Linked DNA regions of Anas platyrhynchos: region 1 is linked to region 2. The links are chromatin contacts, called in public Hi-C maps. All regions are on one chromosome and are shown on one strand. Each heading gives the region's core, a stretch centred on a gene start, on an enhancer-like site or on the middle of the called end of the contact. The rest is flanking DNA. Distances are from core to core; before and after follow the strand shown. Region 1 overlaps SLC4A7 (solute carrier family 4 member 7). Region 2 holds the start of SLC4A7 (solute carrier family 4 member 7).

What was found. Hi-C and Micro-C count contacts between places; a contact is called where the count stands out from the background.
Region 1: a Hi-C map of skeletal muscle shows a contact between it and region 2, with 4 times the contacts expected there. The contact joins the enhancer-like site here to the promoter of SLC4A7 in region 2. A contact is called at or near these places in 2 of 8 Hi-C or Micro-C datasets (skeletal muscle and subcutaneous adipose tissue).

The regions. Positions count from the first base shown.
Region 1 is chr2:118,425,292-118,429,474 of IASCAAS_PekinDuck_T2T, forward strand. It overlaps SLC4A7 (solute carrier family 4 member 7), which reads left to right. Exons shown (of 26, transcript XM_072033453.1): 11 at 878-1,024; 12 at 2,859-2,962. Among named protein-coding and RNA genes, the nearest start is that of NEK10, 27 kb to the right of the region's middle. Within about 2 kb of position 2,705, at least 2 of the 8 cell types and tissues checked have an H3K27ac peak or open chromatin away from gene starts, as enhancers often do.
Region 2 is chr2:118,316,105-118,320,269 of IASCAAS_PekinDuck_T2T, forward strand. SLC4A7 (solute carrier family 4 member 7) reads left to right here and starts at 2,509. Exons shown (of 26, transcript XM_072033453.1): 1 at 2,509-2,567. It overlaps LOC106020323 (a long non-coding RNA gene), which reads right to left. Exons shown (of 3, transcript XR_001195770.5): 1 at 769-4,165. It overlaps LOC119715754 (a long non-coding RNA gene), which reads left to right. Exons shown (of 2, transcript XR_005263150.2): 2 at 1-726.

The DNA of each region.
Region 1 (4,183 bases), core at 1,455-3,954, 110 kb after region 2:
CAAGTTTTTTAGGTGGACCGATTTTTGGAATACTGTAAATCACTGAAGAAAATTTAAAAAATAAAAAAATAAAAAAAATAGTGGTCTTAAAAGACTTGAAAACCTAAATAGTCATAAAAGATCTAATTTATAATTGGAAGACTTAATGGTCAGGTATTTGGAGATAAACATTTTATGCTTCAGAATATGCGGAAACAATTTAGAATCATCTTCTCCAGTCAGTTTAATAGCAAAGCTATCATTTCCTTTCCCTGTTTAAAAAGCATTTTCAAAATTCAGAGATTGTTTTGTTTAAATGCTACCTGTTTGAAATTGCCAATTCAGAGAATTCAGAGTTTGGTGTTGTGGCTTGTGATAGGGCTAGGTTTTTCTTGAGTAGAAAGGGGTTTTCCTTTCTGGTGCCTTTTCAGATGTATTGAGCTAGAGGATCTACAAATGAAATTTTTATTCTTAATTAAAAATAAAAAAACAAAGTCGTGTTTTGGTTTAAAGCTTGTTCAAAAGTGCTTTTTCATCCTCATTTAGCACAGTACAGCAACATAGTGACCATAGGAAAGAATTGGTCAAGCAATAGTACGTTAATCTGATTTACTGAATTAAGATTACCATCTTAATCAATTTTAGAAATAAATTCATTGAGAGTTTGAAGATAAAGTATCCTTATTCTATGGTTTTTAGGGGTGTGCATACAGGTAATTCTTAATGCAAAAATATGCAAGTAATGAAGAAGCCTAACTATGGAGAACCTTTTAAAAATTTCCCATGCCTTTTAAAAAAAAAATAAAAAAAAATAATCAGGTGCTTCTTTTAATCAGTTTGTCAGTTTAAAAAAATAAAAACTTTAAAAATAAAAATGCTGTGTGCTTTCTCGTTGTAGGTTTTCCATGATGTTGCCTATAAAGCAAAAGACCGAAATGATTTATTATCAGGAATTGATGAATTTTTAGACCAAGTGACAGTCCTACCTCCAGGAGAATGGGATCCATCTATACGAATTGAGCCACCAAAAAGTGTTCCTTCCCAGGTAAAAAAAAAAAAAAAAAAAAAGGCAAAAACACCACCAAAACTCCAATAAAGAGCTCCCATGCATTTCCAAGTGCAAGTTAATTGTGCATTGAGTGTTAACTTCAGTTAAGCATCAAGAAGATGCACAAAACCATTTGGAAGAAAAAGTAGATCATTCATCTAAGCAGAAAACTGATCTGACACTTTTTTTTTTCTATTTTTTTTTTTTTTTTTTAAGTAAATTTTATAGTACTGGGTCTGACCAGCATGGAGTTAACCTTCCCCACAGCAGCACATACAGTTCTGTGTGCTCTGCACTTGTAGCTAGAACAGCACCTATATATCACCAGTTTTGTTTATTGCTGAGCAGTGCTGGCACAGCGTCAAGACTCTCCACCCCTGGGCCAGTGGGATGGAGTTGAGCAAGAGGTGAAGAGGGGACATCACCAGGGCAGCTGACCTAAACTGACCAAAGGGATATTCCATACCATATGTCACACTCAGCAATAAAAGCTGGGGAAGGAGAAGGAAGGACTCGTGTTATGAAAGCATCTGTCCTCCCAGAGAACTTCTATGTGTACTGAGGCCCTGCTTCCCAAAATGTGGCTGAACATTGCTTGCTGGTGGGAAGTTGAGAGTAACTTATTTTCTTTCTATGGTCTTTGCTTATTTTTTTTTTCTCTTTCCTCTTTAATTATCCTTATCTCAACCCATGAGCTTTTTTTTCATTACATTTTCTCCTCTTCTTTGAGCAGTGTAGTGGAGTTTAGTTGACTGTCATAAAACCACCACATGTATTTATTGTAATTCTTTTTGTAATACTGAAATGAAGCTGTCTGAGATGGAGAGTTGATCCAAAATTGTACTTGGGTTCATATTAACAAATTTAATCTAACAATGAACAGCAAGAGTATTGTAATTCTTACCAAAAAACACACCTTTGTTTGCATGCGACATTGATTGAAAATAAGTTTTAATGTGTATTGGCTAGTAATTAATGTTTACAGAATATTTATGAAATAGATAAAAGTGTCTGGTTGTGCTACAAGGCTTAGAACTGAGAGTCAGGGTGAGACCTTAGTGGCCTCTGACTTCTTTCCTTTTTGCCTCTTTATTACTGAGGGAAATTACTGCCACAGGGATCAAAAATGGGGAGGAAGACCGGTGTTCTTCGTTCACAAGGCTGAGCTGGTGTTGAATTATGTGATTATTTAGGGAAGTGGTTGGAATGGAAGGGGGGACAGCAGTATAGCTTATCTCATGAGTAGTGTGAGGCTAGCAATTAATTTGTTGCCAGAATAAGCAAGGCTAAGTGTTTTTTCCTTTTTCTTTTTTTTTCTTTTTTTTTTTCTGGAATGCAAGATTGACTGAGAAATTTGTGATGAGATGGTGAGCTTGATGAATAACTTTTCAAGTTACAATAACATTTGTACTTAATACTGTACTTTGTTATAGAGTGAGGTCAGTTTCTGTTGCAAGCTGGAGGCTTCTGCTCTGGAAATGACTGAGAAAAAAATCTTAAGAAGATGTCTAAGCCACGTGGCTGAGCCTATACTATGTCTTGAAAAGGCAGACTTTGTTTCATCATGTCTCAGGGGAGATAATTCTTTTAGAAAGGGAAGATTAGTACTGTTGTGCAAGACACTAATAAGATCTTTTTGGGAGTGTTGCACAATTTTGGTCATCTGTATTCAATAAAAGAGGAATTTGGCACATGGAGAGCTGCTGATAAGCTGGGATTCTAAAAAGGCCTGGAAGGCAAGTCTCTGTACACTCTTCGCGGTTGCACTAAAAAGTATAATTTGAAGTATGTGTTTGTCTTGTGTGGCTTTTTTTTTTTTTTCCTTCTTTAGGAGAAAAGAAAGATACCTAAGTTTCCCAATGGATCTACTCCTACAGGAGAGACTCTTAAAGAAGAAGGCCATCATGCTGGACCCGAACTTGAGAGAACTGGAAGGTGTGTTCACTTCCCTAAATACTAGCTACCATAAAGAAATAAAAGTGATAAATCTCCATAGATTTAATGATGGCATTTAAACATAAACAAACAAACAACACCATTGTATGTGTCAGAACGCATCTGTTTTCCTTTTCAAGTGTTGGGTTCTTGCCTATAAATGGCAGTGTGCTTAAAGCATTTTCAAGCCTGTGGCAGTGTTTCTCAACACGTTTGTGAAGGATTTCTTATAAGATGCTGCTTGATTTAACTAACTGACTTTTAAGTGTTGAGTTTTAATTTTTAATTATCAAAAGCATGCAATTACCATAATTATACCAGGAATATACAATTTTCAGTATTGGGCTAGGTACTAAAAATTTCCGTTAATGCAAATCTGTTTTATTAAACATGTATGAAGTGGAATAACAAAGAATATAAAGTGGCAAAGAATACTGTTTTGGTTATGTTTCTTTTAGATCTGAAATAAAAATCAAAGGAACTTTTCGGTTGAGTTGCATTACTGTTCTGTTCTGAAATAATTGCCAAAAAAACCCCACCTCTCTAACAGTGGAAATGCAACTGAATAGGACTATATGTTAATATTGCATACCGGAAATTATATCAACTGAGAAATTCTGGAGAAGATGTATAAAGTTATCCCCAAAATGATAAACTTCTAAGTGATTTACATTTTTCTCATACCTTTGCAAGAAGGAATTATAAGCGTTGTTTTAATTTTTACAATTTTAGCTTCATCATACTCTTATCTTGCCTTTTTGCAGATGGTATAAGGAACAAAAGCTCATTTCTACCCACAGAATTATCTTTAAATAGCTAAAACTTTTTTTTTCCACAGGAATGGAAAATTTTGTTAAGGCTTTTATGTATAATTCAGAATAAACCAATTTTTTCCTAGTTACAAATTTTACTTAGTATTTAATTTTGAAAATTTTGAGAAGCTACAAAAAGCTTTTTAATTTCTTGGTAACTTACCCACTTGAACCGATTTATATACATTTGTTTTTGTATTTCCATTTAGAAAATATCTCCATACTCCAAATGTTATGCTGTTAAGTAAATATAGGTTCGTTCATCAATGTAGAGAATTCGGATCAAAAACAAAGCTATAACTGCTTACTGGAGTAGTGATATTGAAATGCAATGATTTTGGTTGAAGTTTAGCATATGTCTCTTGTTCCTTGTTCTGAATCTCATAAGACGGATTTAACTTTAAACATA
Region 2 (4,165 bases), core at 1,259-3,758:
AACACAAAGAAAAAGAAATATCTTAATAAATGTAGTGACATTTGCACTATAGGGCACAGTACAAAGATCATGAACCATTATTCTGCACTAGTAATAATGTCACGATTTTATTCTTGCCCAGTGGTTACTGTATGACATTTGTGCTCACAGGGAAATTCCTGTGAATATCAGTAACTTAAAATATATTGCCTCTGGGTCCTGTCGATCTCCCATTGGAGTCAATGGAAGCTTTGCCATTTGCTTACCAGTAAGAGGGAATAGGACTGACCCAGCATTCTCATGAGCAAAACTGAGATAGTTTTAAAGGGTTATTATTAATTTTTTTTTTTACATTTCCCATTAAAAAGCATCTGTTAACTGGCTCCTTGATAAAACATGTTTCTTAAGAGAATATAACTGGTCATTCTTGTTTTCCTGAGAATTGCTGCAACTATGTTTACAGAGGAGAGATTATGTGATGAGTCTTTTTTGAAAAAAAAAAAAAAAAGAGAAAAAAGAGAAGTCATAATGCTTCTTGCTACTTGTGCAATTATTTATGACTTGGGAGACAGATGTTACCTAATACTTCTTCACTGCATTCCTATGTGATGGGATCCCTCTATTTCTCAAACAGGGAGATGGATTAATTCAGAAATTTCTGATGGAGTGACATAACAACCTATAGAATGCTTAATGGTAATAATAATAATAATAATAATAAAAGGCCTGATTTTCAAAGACATGGAAGCACTTGGTTTTATCTGACAGACTGGTTCTTACGTTAGTTACCTGAAAGTGCCCTGGAGCAGATGCTTTTTAGACTAAAATACGTCAGTCTTGATCAATTTCTATAAGATTATCGCTGAACTCTTGGAAGGAGGAGGTGGAGGGTTTGTATGCAATTGCAGTCCATGTTAGCATTGGCTCCTGTCTAGAAACACACCTTAGTTATCAATACATGTAATGTATCTCTGACAATATTGACAAGTCTGAGAAGAACTCCACCCCTCCTCCTGTGTTAAGGAGAAGCCTATCTGAAGGAGAGGAAGTATTTGAAAGCTCAGTTAATGATAGGATCACGTTATTCATTGTTTTGGATTACACGGTGCCTGCCTCTAGTCTGGCTCCACTGCAGGGGAGATAAATGTTTCCTTCCCCAGTCTCAGAACTGGTTTGCGTCAGAGCAAAAAAACACCAGTTCTGGGGGAAGCACACAGGCTGTTATTTCTTAACAGCTTCTGGTGGCTAAAATTATCCCCAGCTGCAGGGGATGGTTCGTGTTTACAATTTGAGGAAGAAGGCAGCAATCGTAACATCCAGCGTGCCTCCTCCTAATTGCCTCTCTGACACGTGCCACAGTCAGGTTTGTGACGCAGGAAGGTTTCTGCTGCAGTACAGGTAGGAGGGTGTCCTATATTCATCAGGTACATCCAGCAGTGGGATTTTGTTGAACAGGGGAACTCAGCAGGTGGGATCTGGCAGTAAACAAGCTGAGAACCACAGAGCCCATCTCAGCTGTCACGCCAGCCTGTTGCTGCCCCTCATGGACGTGAAGTTGAGCCTTGGCTTCAGACAAACGCAAAGTGGGAACCAGTCATGTGAACCAATGTGTCCAGTGCATGACGCTGGGCAAGATCAACAGTACAGGGCAAACATTCAGCATGTCCTCCAGAGAGCTCAGGGAAAGACCCGGTCTGGTTCTCAAAAGGGCTAGGCACCAAACAGCACAGCTTACATTTATTTTCCTGCTCCTTGCCCTGGCCAGAAGCACAAACAGGCTCGCATAGTCTGGAAGCAGCTGAGTACAATTTTTCCTGTGGGTGGTAGTATTTAGAAAGTGTCCCGCCTTGCTTGCTTTTCTCAGATTGCTATCTTCCTGTCCTGATGGGATTAGGAGCCTGCCTTCTCAGAGGCACTGCCTGCTCTGGCCGGATTTCTCAGGCACTAGGCCGGTAGTGGTGATGACTTCGTAGCCGTGCTAGTAGCCTGTCCGGGGGAGGTGAATGAGGACAAGGCACGAGGACAGAGCAAGGAAGTTGTAGTTCTCACCCCTAGCAGGAATTCCTTTGAATATTGGAAGGAAATGACCAGGGAGCAGACATCAGTCATGCTTTTCTGACTCATTGGCATGTTTTCCAGCCAGCAGACCCTGCCGGTATCCTTGCTGCATGTAACATTGCCGTCCCAGTCTGTTTCTGCAGGAAGCTAGCACAAGAATTTTCCTCTTTAAAAATATAACTAAGGAATTAATGTTGTAATACAGGAAGTTTGGAAATGCACTGAAATCACTGAGGGAATAAATGCTCATTTTTAAAAAATAAAAGCAGCAGCACTCAAATTAATTAGGACCTGGATGATTGAGGTGCTCTCGTGAGCCCTTGATTTCTCTGAGAGACTGCTTCTCTCCCCTAAATGTTACTTATCACAGGATACCTATAGAGGGGGGTAGAGTACGGTTTGATCTAATGAATGGTTAATTGGCTTGCTTCTCTCCCCAGCTTTAGAAAAAGGAAGACCCACAGGAGAAATCATTTGAATGTCACAGTGGGATCAGCAACAGAGCAGGCAAAACTGGAGTGGCCCGTGAGGTACTGAGCTGTCCTTAGCTGTCTGTTTTCTTCTGAAACTGCTTGCTAACTTTGTTACTAGCACAGTGTTCGGGAGCACTGAGGGACAGGCAGCTGCTGCTTTCAAAGTTTGTTGAAGGCAAAGAGCCTGGAGGTGAAAGGCTGGTGTTAACTCTGCACTATCCTCATGGAAAGTGCTGTTAAGGCTGATTCTGACACAGGTACTTTTGCGAGCTTGACTTAGCATGTTTTCAGCTGCAGACACCAATACCTTCAGTTCTGGGTCCAGAGTTTAAAGGATCAGCTTAGTCAGCAAGAGAAACTCAGTCTTCTAATGCGATAGCCTTTAATTAGACACGCATACATATATAAATGCATAGATTATCTACTACCTCCTACTACAAATGTCTCACTGAAATTAATGGGGTTATTCAAAGAGTAAACTATGAGTAATAATGAATAATGTTAATACTCAGCATGACTAACAGTGGTAGGAGGGAGAGTCTGAATGGCTTAGACAGGAGGGTCTGCTGGGAGCCAGCATCTGATTTGCACGAACAATGACTTCTCAGAGCGGTGAAGCTGTTGCTCACTTGTTACCAATCATTAAGTTATAGCACCCATTTTATCAAAGACTTCTTGATCTCTGCCTTTATGCTGTTCTCAAGGCAGAGTTTACATGTGTGGCAGAAAATGAGTCACGCACACGCAGTTGGTCTTCTGATCCCTTTTCTGTTTAGTTTTAGTGTGGTCTACATCCTCGCAGCAACATTTTATGTAGACATGTTTCAAAAAGCCCGTGACAAAGCTTCTCACAAGGGCTTTTTTTTTTTTTTTTTTCTTTTCATTTAATGTGGGAGGGAGAGCGTGAGATGAGGAACTGATTAAGCAATAAGAAAAAGCAGGCTGAGATCAGATTTCAGAACAGTTAACGGTCCCTGACGCAGTGCCTCGGAGTCCATCTGAGGCTAAGCCATATTGTGACATGCTGGTGTGTATGGAGGATCTGGAAAAAAAATGGTGTATAATGAGCAGAGAAAAGCAACATTCAAGAAGATCAAAAGTTTCAGAAGAACAAAACATGTATTTATTTTCCCTGACAAGCTGTTAGATGGTCATCTCTTTATAGATAATACTGAATTTTTAACGTCACTGGAAGAAACTGGTGGTGGTGTGTTACTGTGGAGTGATATACAGTGAAATAAAATCTGCTGACATTCTACCTTTCTGTAATTGCAAGTTTCTGGGGAAAGACCTGCAGTGTAAATTCACTTGGGATGAGGAATGAGGAAATTAATATTTCTCCTCAAATACAAAGCAATCTGAACTCCATCAGAATTAATTCTGAAGAGATAAGTCTTTTCGTGTGTCCCTTAAGTCAGATCAATTCCTTTCTTGTTCTTATTTCTAGTTCTTGCTGTTCCTCCTAATCTGTGGTAACCTAGTTTTCTCCTGACAGAAATTTCAGCTTCATGTTACTAACAGAAAAATCTGGGAAACATTAAAAATTTAATACGCTAGAGAGAGATCCTTGGTTAGACTGAACCTAAGATAATGAGGTGAAGAGGTTTGGGAAAGGGGAAAAGCTGTATAATTCCAGCATTTGTCCTAACGTGCAA